2 separate regions of the Phocoena phocoena genome follow, and region 1 is linked to region 2. A link is a contact called in public Hi-C data. All regions are on one chromosome and are shown on one strand. Each heading gives the region's core, a stretch centred on a gene start, on an enhancer-like site or on the middle of the called end of the contact. The rest is flanking DNA. Distances are from core to core; before and after follow the strand shown.

Evidence for each region. Hi-C and Micro-C count contacts between places; a contact is called where the count stands out from the background.
Region 1: a Hi-C map of lung shows a contact between it and region 2, with 7 times the contacts expected there. The contact joins the promoter of FBXO28 here to the promoter of NVL in region 2. A contact is called at or near these places in 2 of 2 Hi-C or Micro-C datasets (kidney and lung).

What each region holds. Positions count from the first base shown.
Region 1 is chr1:165,434,180-165,436,879 of mPhoPho1.1, forward strand. It overlaps FBXO28 (F-box protein 28), which reads right to left and starts at 1,304. Exons shown (of 5, transcript XM_065889737.1): 1 at 1,006-1,304. The coding sequence starts at 1,272.
Region 2 is chr1:165,225,711-165,228,410 of mPhoPho1.1, forward strand. NVL (nuclear VCP like) reads left to right here and starts at 1,404. Exons shown (of 23, transcript XM_065871782.1): 1 at 1,404-1,460. The coding sequence starts at 1,404.

The DNA.
Region 1 (2,700 bases), core at 54-2,553, 210 kb after region 2:
ATATGTCTTTGTCCTCTTAAAAACAACCCGACCACAGATTTAGCTTCCACACAGAATCGGTCTGCAATCATTTCAAAATGTCCACCTCCTTCAATTTCCTTACCACTTAAATTCACTGAAAGGAAGCAAAATACCTGACTGAACTAAGATATTCATCAAACCTTCAATGAAACTTCTGGAATGAAGAAAATCCCAATGGCAATTTATTTTCATAAATCATGGACTAAACTACTGTGATTTTAAGGTATAAAACCTCTCCTAAAGCTGGTGGGTGGGCGTAAATCACTAGTTAGAAAACGAACTGCAGGAAAGAAAAAAAACCTTCTCAAGGGGCAAGTTGCTTCACTATGGGTGGGAAGTATCAGGGGTGAGGCAAAGCCGGAATAGTCACTTCTCAGGGCTCTACTTTACTGGTCAACTAGGGCGCTGGGGTTGAGGCTACGTTCCAATTCCTCCAAACCTCTACCGGCTTTTGGGAGGACCGACCGATCCGACTTTATTTTCTGGAACAAAAAAACTTAGCGGGGGGGGGGGGGGGGCGGGGTAACAATACGTTATTCTCGCAGACAAACCAAACCTGGCTAGGATCATCTCGCCTACTTCGGAGTGCTGGCCCCCTAACTCCGGCCGGGGGCTGGAGGGTGATATACAAAAGGCAGGTGGCGAGACCCCTCCGGGGTCCACATTCAGGTCGGGAGGAGGTGGGAAGCCCAGCTCCCGCTGCCTCCCCGGCCGCGGCCCCGCTTCCGGGTGGGGGGCACGGAGCCCCCCAAGGCCAAGTTCCCGCACGCAGTCGCCCCCAGCCCCAAAGCAAGGGCAAAATCCGGACAAGACCCGCGGACCGGCCCCGACAGAGACTTTGGGGCGGGAGGGGCGCACTCGGTGCTCTGGCGCCGGCTGAGGCTCCCAAGGGGCTCCCTCCCCGGGGAACGCTCTCTCCCTCTCGGGCCCTCCCCAAACCTCGGCCCGGCGGAGAGGGCGGCGGGGGTCCCGTGGGGGCCTCACCAGGCGGAGCTGGCTAATTTCGTCGTAGGACATAAAGCTGAGGATGTTTTCGATGGCTACGATGGGCAGCGCCACGAGCGTGTTGTTTTGAGGCAGCTGGTCCGGAGCCAGCGCCGGGGGCGGGGGAGCCTGGGACCCCGGCTGCGGGGCCTGGGGCGGGGGAGGTGGGGGCAGTCGCTGGGTAGAGCCGATGGCCGAAGGGGAGCCGCCGTCGCCGTGGCCACCGCCTCCTTCCTCAGCCATCCGCTCCTCCGACGCCGCCGCCATCTTGGGGGTTTGATTCCTTCCTCCCAGAGCAAGGGGAAGAGGGACACTTCCTGTGCGTCACTTCCGCCTCTTGAGCCGCCGGGGAGGGGCACCTGGAGAAGGGGGAGGAGCCCGTGGATGACAGAAGAGAGAGACACATTGCTGCTTGTTCAAGTGGGAAGCAGAGAAGAAAGATAGTCTTTGTAAGCCCTTTCTTCTAAGATTGGAAACGACTTGAAGGCAAGGGAGCCCTGTCTAAAATGAACTTCATCGTGCAATTTTCTTAAAGTGCTTTCCTGATAAAGGGAGATAAAAATTATGTTAACTAGTGTCGATGGAATGATGTAGAGTATCATCATTTTTCAAGAACCATAGTAATAATTGATTTAGTTAAAAAGGAATGAGGGATTGATTAAAACTACCATATGAATGAACTCTGAATACATGTTCAATTAAAGAAGCCAGACACAAAGGACCACGTATTGTATGAATCCGTTGATATGAAATGTCTGAAATAGCCAAATCGACAAAGACAGAAAGTAGATTAGTGGTTCCCAGGGGCTGGAAAGAGCAAAGGAAAGGGGAATGACTGCTAAGGGGTGAAAGGTTTCTTTCTGGGGTGACGAAATGTTCTGGAATTAGATAATGGTGATTGGTGCACAACTTTGTGAATATACTAAAAACCAATGAACTGTACACTTTCAAATAGTGAATTTTATAATACGTGAATTGTATCTCAATAAAAAATTGATTTAGGCAAGAATCATCAAAAGATGCTAAAACTAGAAAGTAAAGGTGTGATGTGGAATATAATATTTACATAGTCTCAAAATAATCCCCATAAATTACCTATCAATTACAAAATAAAAAGGTTTACAATAGTGAAATTTGGTGGACACCACCACACCAAATGATCAAAATTGACATCATGAGTTATGGGGAGAAATGTATATTATACAGCTCCTGATGTGTTATCTTAAAAAGGACATAACATAATGTGGTATTCCTACCAAAAAATACATAACCTGTATTTGAGGTAGACAAATCTAGGTAACTATCCCATCATCTTAAAAAAGGTTAATGTCATGAAAGACAAAAACTATGAAATTTTACCAGATTAAAAGAGACGAAAGCAACAAGATAACTAAACATGGGTGATCCTGGATTGGATCATGGAGTAGGAATAAGCGCAATAAGAACATTACTGTGACAATTGGCAAAATTTGAATAGAGAATATACGTTAGATAATAATATTGTAATCGTATTAAGTTTCCTGACTTGGATAATTTTATTGCAGTCACATAAGAGAATGTCCTTCTTCTTAGGAAATACACGTTGAAGTGTTTAGGGTGTAAAGGAGCATGATATCTCAATTTGCTCTCAAATGGTTCAATATGTAGATAGATAGAGAATGAGATTAATAAAGCAAATATGATAAATGTTAACAA
Region 2 (2,700 bases), core at 154-2,653:
GTACCCTGGCTAGAAGATTATCTGTTGTCGACTGAAAAAATGCATAGCCTAAAAGTTGAGGATTATGTTTTATTTGGCAGACTAACTGAGGACTATACCCCTGGGAACCAGCCTCTGCAATAGCTGTGTGATCCAAAGAGGTAAGGGAGGAGCCAGGATGCATAGGAAGTTTTGCTGAAAACAAAAACAAAAACCTTTAGTTGAACATCAAAAGATTACCGCTAATCACAAAAAACAGACATCTCAAGTCAATGATTTTAGTGCTTTTTTATGTACGGGAAGATGCAAGAGTCTGGCCTTATTGAAATTATGCCTTTGATATGCACCTTAACTATCTAGGGTCAGTATCCTGTTTTTCTCCATCCTGAATTCCTCTCAGGGTGCACCACTGGGGGCAGCAAGAGTGGCTGATGGCTTTATGGCCACAATATCCTTTGTTTACTAAAATGGCAGGCAACATGCTTTATCCACACTGTCAACATCTCACCATCTTCTCTTAATTCCATCACTACTTAGGCCACACTTTATATTGTCATAAGCCAAGTAAGACCTCAAATAAGGATACTGAAAACACGATTAAAACAAGCAAACAAACAGAAACTAAAGCCAGTAAATTTTTTGATAATGGTTCCTTTATTTAGTGTCTCCTTCGCTGCAAGATGAACTTATTGCGGGCATACACATACGTTTAATAAAATTCTGGGCAGTTTCTAAGCCAAGATGGAGTCTGCCACTGGATGTGCTCAATGAATTATCTGTCAAAAATACCATAATAGCAAGTGATTTCCAAATGTAACAGATGGTTTGGTTATCTGGGTAAGCTAATCTTTCCTTCTCTTTTGACACCAAGCCCCTTTGTCGGGTCTCAGTAATGCGCGTCACAGGGTGGGAGAGGAAGCAGCAGGGTGGCGGTGTTTTTATCCTGATCTAATCGTCCCAAGTATCTAGTTTTTGTTTTGTTAAGATTCTAAGTCAAGATTAACTTTACATTCGCAAACGGTGCGCCTGGAACGCCTAGAATCTGACAACCAAAACCGGCTACAAACAGATGCGTGGAGCCAGGCGCCCGCACTAACCTCCCCGCAGCCGCCTATGCGCTTCACCTCACAGTTGGGAACAATAAAGTTGAGCGTGTTCAAACGGGTCCTTGTCTTCCAGGGCCTCTCGGACAAGCCTGTAAGATAAGACTCCTAGAAACTCCCTACTGCTTTCAAGTCTTCTCCGTGTGTTTTCGGTAGTTTTTTTTCCTCACTCGCCATACAAAACTCCTGAGGGGAACGGCACGGGCTAGGCCGGCTTGGGGAGCATTTCTGGGGGAAGCCGGCCCGGCGTTCGCCGCGGGCAGCCTCGGGGAGGCCCTCGGTTCACGTGAAGCCCAGGCTGCGGCGACGGAAGCAGAAGCGATGAAGCCCAGGCCCGCGAGGTTTGTGGATAATAAGCTGAAGCAGCGCGTCATCCAGGTGTGTATCCCGAACGGCCAGGCCTCACAGTGGTCCGCGTTCGGTGCCCAGGGTCACCGCAGGCCCCTTCTCGGGGGGCTCCCAGCTCGAACCCGATAAGCCGCCTGCTCTAGTCTGGGTGCGGGCGTGGGGCTGTTGACAACTCCGCTTCTTTGCGAGCGGTTCGAGGCCTTCCCTTCTCACTGTGGGTCGGGGTTTCACGGAGCAGCCCGAGACCGTGGGAGGCTGCGGCTTGGTGGGGCCCAGCCCGGATCTGCTTGACCTCAGTGCAGATCAGCAAGGAGAGTGCAGATGGCCTTTGAGTTTAAATCTTCCTGTCTTGTGAAGTAGGGACGGAAACATTCTTCGAAAGCCCGTGTGGGCGAAGCGCTTTGGGAGCCATGAAGAATACGTTAATTTCCATTCTCAGGAAATTTGGGGTCAGGTTGGGACACAGTAAAAACAGGTACTCTGGATCTGACTTTATAATGGGCACTTTACCTACGGTTTTTTTTTTCATTTTCATAATCACCAGTGGAATGCATTGTGTGGTAAATGTCTCGGAATGGTATAGTCAGCACGCAATCTTAGTTAGAAAGAGAGACAGATACTTTAAGAGCTATATACTCTCCTTCTGTCTCTTTTACTTTTCCGGCCACTGTACAGTCTCCTTTTTGGATCTGTCTCTTCCTACCATCTGTAGGAAGTGCCTTTGAGCACCTGTGCTCTTACCTTCTCTTTCGTTATCCTCGTACTTCTCTCTTATCCATCCACACTTCTAGGTGATCTCATGCAGTCTAGTACCTTTAAATACTATTTACACATTCATTACTTCTAAATTTATATTATAATCCAATGCAGATTTTATCTTGAATTCCAGATTGATACATCTAGCTGCCTACTCACCATCTCCTCTTGAGTGTCTGATAGATATTTCAACTTAACGTATCCAAACTAAACTTTTGATATTCTCCTCCAAACCTGTCCTTTCTTAGTGTTCTTTATCTCAGTAAATAACATCCATTTGTTAAGGCCAAAAACCTTAAGACTCATTCTGACTTTTGCTTCCTGTAACCAATTAATCAGCAACCTATTTGGCTTTACCTTCAAAATATATTTCAAACCTAACCACTTTTTACCATCTCCTCCAACATGCTAGTTCATACCACACTCCCTATTAGAGTATTGGAGTAGCTTCCTAATTGATCTCTCTGATTCTGGTTTTACTTAAAGTCTGTTCCCCACAGAGCAGCCAGGAAGA